3 separate regions of the Sus scrofa genome follow, and regions 1 and 3 are each linked to region 2. Evidence: chromatin contacts called from public Hi-C and HiChIP or PLAC-seq data. All regions are on one chromosome and are shown on one strand. Each heading gives the region's core, a stretch centred on a gene start, on an enhancer-like site or on the middle of the called end of the contact. The rest is flanking DNA. Distances are from core to core; before and after follow the strand shown. Region 1 holds the start of AOX2 (aldehyde oxidase 2). Region 2 has its middle 20 kb from the start of MAIP1. Region 3 overlaps SGO2 (shugoshin 2).

Region 1 (3,137 bases), core at 411-2,910, 810 kb before region 2:
TCGGGGCCCCTCGGTATCTTACCAGCTGTGACGCTGGAAGGTCGCAGCCAACTAGCCGCTGCACTTGCAGCGAGGGAAAAGCAATACCTACCCTATCTTCACAGGCTTGTCATAAGCATCTTGCTGGATAACAGAAGTAAAAACCCTTGGGAAAAAATCCTATTTCATTATAGATGTTCTTCTGGGTTAATCATCTAACTGGAAGAGAAATTTCCATTTAGCAGTTTAATGTATTGCTAGTTTTGCCCAGTAATTTGTACTGCATTTGATACCAAGTGAGTGAGCCCTCAGAGAAAACCCCCATCCTTCTTTTCTTTTTCTTTTTTTTGTCTTTTTGTCTTTTTAGGGCTGTACCCTCGGCATATGGAGATTCCCAGGATAGGGGGTCTAATTGGAGCTATAACTGCCGGCCTACGCCAGAGCCACAGCAAGGCCAGATCCGAGCCGTGTCTGTGACCTACACCGCAGCTCATGGCAACACTGGATCCTTAACCCACCCTCATCTTTCCTAGTCGGATTTGTTTCCTCTGTGCCACGACAGGAACTCCATCCATCCTTATTTTCAAATCCCACCTTTGCTCCTGTTTGGTCCAATCGCAAGCCTCAGCCTCTGCCCCCTCTCTTTAGCCATCCTTCTCCCTCATTGTGGTCTATTTCCACCCAGTTTATGGATTGGATGTAACTACCTAGACTGGCTACAAACACTTCAGAATCATTGACTCTTTTTTTTTTTTCAAAGCCATATAGCTTGTTCACTGAAGTTAGGTCATAACCATAAATGCTTATCAGAGAGGTCTGTGAATGAGTGGAGTGGGTTGGGTATAACTGGAGAGCTTGTGCTCCACTTTAGACGACAGGGGAGTGGGTGGTGACCGACAGTCCCCCACTCAGCTCTAAGCAAGACCGCTGCCAGGCAGGAAGGACTATCTTCCCCTTGTTGCATGAGAAACTCCTATTTTTTAAATATGAGATTTCCTAATTTTCAAACAGTCACCATAAATTAAAAGCTGTGTAGGCTTTCCAATAAAGCTTGTAATTTCTATCTTTTGGGGGGGCTTCTCTGCGAGATCCATTCGATTTACCAATTAAGATAGGTTTGCCATCATGAAGATCTACATTTCAGAGTATAGAATGGTGGGGGGAAATCTGCGGTGAGAAAACAGATGTCGAGAAAGGCAATCTTTTCTTACGACAGGTGCTCTCCCTGAATCTGGAGATCTTGGTTGTCCTCCAGGGCAGGGGATGTGCAACACAAACCTCTATTGCATAATCACTCTCTTGGGGATCAGAAGGCCCTTAAAAGAATAATTAGTCCTGAAGTAAAGAGCTTAGCTTCTATTTCATGGCTATTAAATCGAGATATAAGGAAACTCTGGGGAAACTTTATCCTCTCCAAATAGCTCAATTAACTTAATATGCTTAGAACCAGTTCCAAAAGCAATTAGAGAGCAAGAGCCAAGGGGCCTGGCTGTGGGGGGTGGAAAGATCGGATTAATTCTGATAATCTCAGCTGGCCTAAATTTTAAGGCAAACATAAGACATGGCCAAGATGGATCAAAAGGGTCCAGTTCTTTCGTAGGAAGGTCAGCAGCGTGACTTCTGGGTCCGCATTCCTCTCGATCACCTGCGTTAGCAACAGAAAAGAGATGATGGTGGGCATGGAGTGGGTGACCCAGCGGAATGCCTGCCGTGGCCGGCATTCATTTGCCTCTTTTTTTGTGTGTGCTCTAAAGGCAACTTTTGCATATGTTCATAGAGTAGGAGACTCGCCGAGCAACTGTGCAACAACGCTCATCTACATGATGAGAGCTGGGAACCACCACAGTGTAAGATGCCCTGGGAGTTTCATTCTTCATGTTTGCTCCACTATCTAATTTTGTGGAGTCTTCCCACTCAGCCACGTCAGGCTTTTGTACTCTTGAAATGTTTCAAATTGGGGAAGGACTTGGATGCTGTGTGTGTGTGTGTGTGTGTGTCAGGGGGTTCTTGAGAGAAGAAGCTTGAGTAGGAAGAGTTTCAATTCTTTTTTTTTTAATTTTTTTTATTTAAAGGCTGCCTCCTTGGCATATGGAAGTTCCTGGGCCGGGGATCGAATCCGAGTCACAGCTGAGACCTATGCTGCAGCTATGGCAACACCAGATCCTTTAACCCATTGTGCCAGGCTGGGGATCGAACCTGTGCCTCCACAGTGACCAGAGCTGCTGCTGTTGGATTCTTAACCCACTGTGCCCCAGTGAGAACTCCAAGAATTAATATTCTGGCACTTCTGAGACAACTCCTGTGGGGAGCACATTTTGATAATATCAGGGATCCCAAGAATTGGTGGCAGAAAGGGGAAGCAGGGGAAGTGCTGCCACCCTGGTGTAGCCCCCGAGGATGCCAATCCCCTCATGGCAGCATGGTTAATGGTATGCTTTGTGAGCCCAGCTTGGAACCCACGGAGGTTCTGGAGGAACACGAGAATTCCTGCCTCCCTCAACTTGAAAAGTGGGAGATTTTGGGGTTCCATCATGGCACAGCGGAAACGAATCTGACTAGGAACCACGAGGTTTCGGGTTCGATCCCTCGCCTCGCGCAGTGGGTTAAGGATCCGGTGTTGCTGTGGCTGTGGTGGCTGCAGCTCTGCTTGGACCCCTAGCCTGGGAACCTCCATATGCCACGGGTGCGGCCCTAAAAAGGAAACAAAAAAGAAAGAAAGAAAGAAAGAAAAGTGGGGGATTTAGCACTCTTGAACCATGGAGGGGCCTTCCTTGGTGCGTCTTTCTTATTTGCTTGTTTCCTGTGACTTTGTCTTTGGGTGTCCTGCCAATATCTACAACCATTCTGATGCAACAGAGGGAGGGGAGCTACAGTGGGCTGTTCATGTGACATTCTTCTTTCTCCCCAGAAGAAAAACATGAACTTGTGTAGCCCTCAAAGAATAAAAAAAGTGCAGGAAGCTGTTTCCAAGTTGAGATATTGCAATTCAGCTGCTCTCTGGATCTCCAGGGGGCTGCTATCACTGCCAGAAGCAGCCTCCTCTGCCTGCCCTTACTCCTATCCCAAGTCCTTTGAAAGCATTTGATGAGAATGTGGTTGGATAATATTTGTATTATCTAGCTGACTCTACCCCTACCACACAGTCCGTATTTCCTCTA
Region 2 (3,103 bases), core at 552-3,051:
GGCCGTGTTAGAAAACAATAGGTCAGGCAATTAATTCACTGACTCACATCAAGAAATGGAGCGCGGACGGCTACTTGTCAGCCAGGCCCCGGGGTATCTAATCAGTACAGATTTAAAAGCCCCATTTGGCTTAATGAGAAAGTGCTGATGGTCTGTGCGATTGGTCATTAGCAGAGGAGGAGATGCCAGACTAGATGGCTGTTTCTAAGGGGACGGCTTTCTCCTCTCCCGGTCAACGGCAGTAAACCCTGCAGATTGTTTAAAGGTTAGATTTCCCCATGGGCTTGTCTGACTGGGGTCTTTAAAACCTGCTTGGAGCTTGGATTCAAGGGCAAAGGAAGGAGAGGAGATATGAATTCAGGACTTGGTATGTGCCAGAAACCAGACTAAGTATTCAGGTACGCCGTTGCAGTCCGTTCCCAAAACAGCTCTGCATGAAGTTCTTATCGTCTTTAGTTACTGAGGTAACTGAGGCTTGGAGAGGAAAGTTGTCCCTTGCCTGTGGTCACAGAATGAATGGCTGGGTGGGTTAGGGGGATGGGTAGCCCACCTGATGCCCAGTTTCTGCCACCAGAGGCAATGAGATTCCCACATCAGGGTCCACTAGTGTTAACGCAGAGTTCTGGAGCCTGTCATGGGCTTCCAGTGGCTGGCTTCCCACTTACTAATGGCGTGAACTTAGGTTTAGCCATCAATCTGTGCCTCAGTTTCCCTATCTGGAAAAGGAGGATAACAATAATACGTATTGTTAGGGTTGTTGTAAAAATTAACTGTTAAACCCCTTGAACGGTGCCCAAAGTCTGTAGACATTCAACAGAATACAGCTATTATTACTCTGAGACAATATTGCCTCCTGAATACCAAACCTTCAACACCCTAAACCAGCGTTCCTCAAGGACAGGTGATTTCGTTCCCTGTGGGAAATTTGGTTATGTCTACAGATATTTTTGGCTGTCATAGCTAGAGAAGCCAGCAATATTGTTAAAAATTCTACAGTTCTGGGACAGCCCCTACATCAAAGAATTATGTGACCTCAAATGTTAATAGTGCCAAGGCTGAGAAACTCAGCCCTTAGACCGAACATTAGTGAGGTGGAGGATATTTTGCTATATACGATGAAGAGCTACGTAGACACTGAAAGCCCCCATCCTAGTGGAGGGATGCCAGGCAATAAAAGCATAAATAAACTGGAAACTATTAGGTGACAGTAAAGGCTGTGATAAAAATAGAGCAGTGTGGCAGATACAGAGTGATGGGTTAGGCACTTTAGAGTGGATGAGCAGAACGTTTCCTCACTGGAGGGGCATTTAAACTGGACCTGAATGGCGAAAAGTGACCAGCCATTGAAGATCTGAGCAAGGAGGCTGGCTGGCAAAGGAACAGTTCCTGTGAAGGTGTCAAGGCAGGGACAGCCTTGATGGGACTAAGAAACAGAAAGGATGGGAAGACAGACAGTAGAGGTGGGGAGGGAGATAGGGATGCAAATAAAATCCCAATAAGGCCCCACAGACAGCTTACTTTGGGCAGCCCTACTTCCTGGTGTACTCCCTGGGAAAAAATATTGCCTCTAAGTACTTGACAATAACCAAAATATATGATTTGTTCTGTGAAATACATTTTAAGTTGGTTTTAATATCATTGCTTCCTTTAGGAAGCAATAATAGTGCGTCTCTTCCTTAGAAATGAATTAGTTAGCAAGGTCAGTTAATGGATCTGCTTACTTCCGGTTTCAGATAAACCACATTATGTCTTCCTGTAGCATGGGGGTTATTCAAATGCAGTGCCATAAAACGGAAGTTTAAAAGGAAGGAGACCAGAACACAGCTCCATTTTGCTCTCTGTTGGAGCCTTTCAGCTGCCCTGAGTACAATGCAATATTGCAACACGTATTTCAAGAATCAATAAAGCCAGGAGGTGGGGAAGAGGGCAGTAGTGTACCAGCCTTGCCCGTGGCTACTCTGCACTCACGTCAGAGGCCAAGGAAAGGCCCATAAAAGGAATCGATAATCTAATTCTTCCTCCGTTTCTGCTGGATTTCTCACAGAAACCTGAGCCAGAGTTGTAATTTATCGAGCCAGTAAACAAAGTAAAATTTGATAGATGTCTACCAGACTGATGGGTTTATGAAATGGAAGGGGGCAGTCAGGAGGAGGATTCTATTTTTGAAGATGGGATAAACTGTATCCAGGGTCTTCCAGGCTGGAATGTGTGTGAGGTAAACAACAGAAAGCCAACCCTCAGAGGTCTGGACACACTGTTTGGTGCATCCTTAAACAGCTCTGGATTCCAAGTCTTCTCTGGGTGCTCTATTACAGTTAGTTTTAAAAAGTTTGTCAGGCGATGTTTGGGATTATTACCAGACCCCAGTTAGAAAGCACACGGGCTCTCTAAAAGCTCTCTCTCAGTTAGTGAAGCTGACAAAGCTAGACTGGCAGCTATTTCCCAGAGTCAGCACTGGTTCATGACTCAAGTAACTCAATCAGGACAAATTGTGAATTGTCTCCTGCTCTTCCTTAACCTTAGGACCCCAAGTTTTGTTCAGGGCAATAAATTGTACCCAGTTAAAAGACTATGTTTATATTTCCCAGCACCACTAAAGCTGTTTGTAGCCACATAATTAACTCCCAGCCAATGAAATTAAACAGAAGTGTTTTGTGTGACCTCTCAGAAAGCTTCTTAAAAGACAGATGATGTATAAACTTTCTCATTCTTTCCTTGCCTCATTCTGCTGCCTGGAATATGAATATGATGGCTGGACCTTTACCAGCCATTTTGTGCTATGAGAACAGCTTCATACCCTACGGAAGGAAGGCAGTGATGACTAGAGAGAGGCTGGATCTCCAAGGACTTTGTGGTGGTAGCATACAAACCTAACCTAAAGTATCCTATCTCTGGACTTGTGTTATGTGTAAGAGAATCAACTGCTTCTATATTACTTAAATCATGATTTTTAAGTTTTTGTTTAAGAAAGCCAAAACTAATCCTGAATGGTACACCAATATTTGCATAATCTGCCCACATTGAGAGATGATTTATCAAGACTAAGAACTCTCATAAAGTCTCATGTTATCTAGGTTTCTTAAAATTATTATTTCAAAATAAT
Region 3 (3,289 bases), core at 735-3,234, 550 kb before region 2:
CAAACCATTAGTATGTTCCTCTCAGTCACCATGCATCTCCTTTAGTTTTAGCTTCATGAGGGTAGTTGCTATACTATTTGGTATCATAGCTATTATGTATTCATTGTGGATGAGGGTTTTTACTATTAAAAATATCCCTTTTTGTCACATTTAGTCTGTGGGACCGAAGAGGTATAGACTTAAAAAAAATATATATGTTACTACTTTCCCGATAACTTTTGCTGGCTCCTATTCTCAGTGCCTATGATGATCACCCCATAACGTATTATAAGCAGTTTCAGTAGGAATTTACTCTCAATGGGGGCCTACCAGAAGCTGTGATATACCTGCTGTATACCATTCCCAATCCAAAAAGAAAAAGACGGCAGTTGGATTGTCAGTACTCTTAGTATTTATTGTGATTTTTGCATTTGAAAATATTTACCAACATTTTACCAAATGTTTCACAAAACCTACCAAGATGTAGAATAAAATGGAATACAAACAGAAATGAATAGCACAATTATGTTGAAGGAGGCTGAAGAGAAAAGAACGAACCTAAAACAAAAAGATCTATATCTAAATGTTATGATGGAGTTAGTAAAACTTTTCTCATAGGGATATGGGGTCAGCAATTCTGAAACTACTTTATGTGTGTCCTAGAACTGAATGAATGAATGAATGAATAATAGATAATGAGAGCCAGGCTACTTACCAATGAAGAAAGAAATTATGGATAAGCAAAGCTAAAATGAATCCTGTGATGTTGAACGGGAATCAGAGATTTCAGTATAAATTCGTGGTCTTTACTATATCTACAGGTAGATAAATATAAAGGTGTGCGTATGCATGGATTAGGATACATACATAGATTTCCTAGCTCTGTCTGCTGACAGGGGTTAACATTGATTGTAGATTCTAAGGATGACCCATCCATGATCCTTGCCTACTGGTGTTTATGCCCTTGTATATTACTCTCTCCTCGAGTGTAGACAAGAGCTGTGACTTGCATCTAACCAGTAGAAATGGCAAAAGTGATGTGATGTCTCACTTTTGAGATTACATTTCATTATGTAACACTCCACCCTGCTAGAGGATTTGCTCTAGAGACTCTACAGCTGGTTTTGAAGTTAAGTGGCCATATTGGAAGGCCACTGTTGCAGGGAGCTAAGGGTGGCCTCTAGGAGCTGAGGACAGCTTCCAGCCAAGAGCAAAAAGCTGGAGCCCTCTGTCCTATAACCAGAAGGAAATGAATTCTGCCAACAACCTGTGTGACCTTGGTGGCAGATTCTCCCCCCAGAGAGCCTCCCAATGAGAGCCAGCCTTGATAACACTTTGATTACAGGTTTGTGAGATACTAAGCAGAGCACCCAATTTGGCTAAGGACAGGTTTCTGGCCCTCAAAAACCAAGAGGTGATAAATACGTATTGCTTTAAGCTATGTTTATGGTAATATTGTCATACAACAACAGATAACTAGTAAACACAATATAACCAGTAAGAATACCTAGTGCCCAGATCTTATATTATACCAATGCTAATTTTCTAGTTTTGATAACTGTACTATGGGTATGTAAGATGTTAGAAGTAGAAAAGGTTGGGTGAAGAGTATATAAAAATACCTCTTCCTATTTTTACAACTTTTGGTAATCTAAAATTAGTTCAAAATAAAAAGTTTAAGTTATGACTTAACAGGAAAAAGATAACCCAACAGAAAAAATGCAAAGGATCTGAATAGACATTTCTCCAAAGAAGATACACAAGTGGCCAATAAGCACTTGAAAAGATATATAACATCATTAGTCATCAGAAAAATGCAAATTAAAGCCACAATAAGATAGCCCTTCACACCCACCAGTATGGCTAGAATCATCAAAAAAATCAGTAACACGGGTGTTGGTGAGGACATGGAGAAATTATACATTGTTGGTAGGAATGTAAAACGGTACAGTGGCTTTGGAAAACAGTCCAGAAGTTCCTCAAATGATTACCTTATGACTCAGCAATTCTACAACTCGGCATATACCCAAGAGAAATGACAATATATGTACACATGAGAACTCCCAAATGTTTATGGCAGCATTATTCATAATAGCCTAAAAGTGGAAACAACTAAATGACCATCAACAGACTAGGTAAATAAAATGTGATGAATCTATACAATGGAATATCTTATTCAGTTATAAATAGGAGTGAAATATCACTCATACATGTTACAATAGGCATGAACCTTGAAAAGATTTTGCTATGTGCAAGAAGCCAATCACAACTACCAAGTATTATATGATTCCATTGATATGAAATGTCTGAAAAGGAAGTCTACAGAAATAGGAAGTAGGTGAACGGTTGATGATCTAGGGCTGAGCGATAGAGCAATGATAGCTAAAAGGCATGAGGTTTCTTTTTGAAATTAAGAAATGTTCTTAAATTAACTGTGGTGATGGTGTGCATATCTGTGAATCTACTAAACCACTTTCTTGTACACTTTAAATGGATGAAACACATGGCTCAGTAAAGCTGGTTTTAAAAAGGCCTTTGTCCTTCATTTTTAACTGGCTTCTCTTCCACCGTCCTTTGCACTGTTGCCGCCTGCTGGTTAATGTTTTAAAATATCTGTCAAAAGGATCAGTGTCTTTAATTTTATGAAAGCCAGCAGCTGGAGTTCCCTTGTGGCACACAGGTTAAGGATCCAGAGCTGTCACTGTAGCAGCTGAGGTTGCTGCTGTGGTGCGAGTTTGATACCTGGCCTAAGAATTTTCACATGCCACAGACAGCCAAAAAAAGAAAAGAAAAGAAAAAAAGGAAGAAGCAAACAGTGAAAAAAATGCAAAGAGAAAATTTGAGGATATTTCTCTCTGTCCTTTTGAAAATATCATTTCAAATATAATCAGCTCTTTTGAAATAGCCACTTCACCTATGCCTAAAAAAAAAAATAAGATTTTTGAATGTGTAGAAGGCATTTGGGCATTTTTTTTGAGATAATCAAGGCAATGCGAATAGGATTTTCTATTAGATGACAGTGAGGAATTGTTGATAATTTTGTTAGTTATGATTACTGTTGTCCAGTTTTGTTAAGTTCTCATTTTCTAGAGATATATATATAGAACTGTTTTAGGAATTAAACTACTCAATAGTACGGATTTGCTTTAAAAAAACAAAAAAAGGAGAGTGGAAGTAAATATGGCAAAATATTGATAAGTGTCAAAGTTAGGGATGGATAAAGGATTGGAGGAGTATTATTCCCTCTTTGTTGGGCTATGTTTAAAGTTTGAAAAAGGAAGAAAAAAGACTGTTATTCTTTGAGGCTAAA

The links. A called contact is a pair of places that touch in the nucleus more often than the background predicts. HiChIP or PLAC-seq counts read pairs in DNA pulled down with a chosen protein or histone mark.
Region 1: a Hi-C map of retroperitoneal adipose tissue shows a contact between it and region 2, with 2.9 times the contacts expected there. The contact joins the promoter of AOX2 here to the enhancer-like site in region 2. A contact is called at or near these places in 12 of 47 Hi-C or Micro-C datasets (alveolar macrophages, brain, embryonic fibroblasts and 9 more) and 1 of 2 datasets of contacts at active chromatin or transcription factors (alveolar macrophages).
Region 3: a contact with region 2 is called in an H3K27ac HiChIP or PLAC-seq map of alveolar macrophages. The contact joins two enhancer-like sites. A contact is called at or near these places in 1 of 47 Hi-C or Micro-C datasets (embryonic fibroblasts) and 1 of 2 datasets of contacts at active chromatin or transcription factors (alveolar macrophages).

Annotation. Positions count from the first base shown.
Region 1 is chr15:104,409,210-104,412,346 of Sscrofa11.1, reverse strand. AOX2 (aldehyde oxidase 2) reads right to left here and starts at 1,660. Exons shown (of 35, transcript NM_001308472.1): 1 at 1,569-1,660. The coding sequence starts at 1,660.
Region 2 is chr15:103,597,614-103,600,716 of Sscrofa11.1, reverse strand. No RefSeq gene overlaps it. Among named protein-coding and RNA genes, the nearest start is that of MAIP1, 20 kb to the right of the region's middle. Within about 2 kb of position 1,801, at least 17 of the 83 cell types and tissues checked have an H3K27ac peak or open chromatin away from gene starts, as enhancers often do. A contact at or near this core is called in alveolar macrophages, liver and retroperitoneal adipose tissue, where this site is marked.
Region 3 is chr15:104,145,901-104,149,189 of Sscrofa11.1, reverse strand. All of the region lies in intron 9 of SGO2 (shugoshin 2), which reads right to left. Among named protein-coding and RNA genes, the nearest start is that of AOX1, 10 kb to the left of the region's middle. Within about 2 kb of position 1,984, at least 4 of the 83 cell types and tissues checked have an H3K27ac peak or open chromatin away from gene starts, as enhancers often do. A contact at or near this core is called in alveolar macrophages, where this site is marked.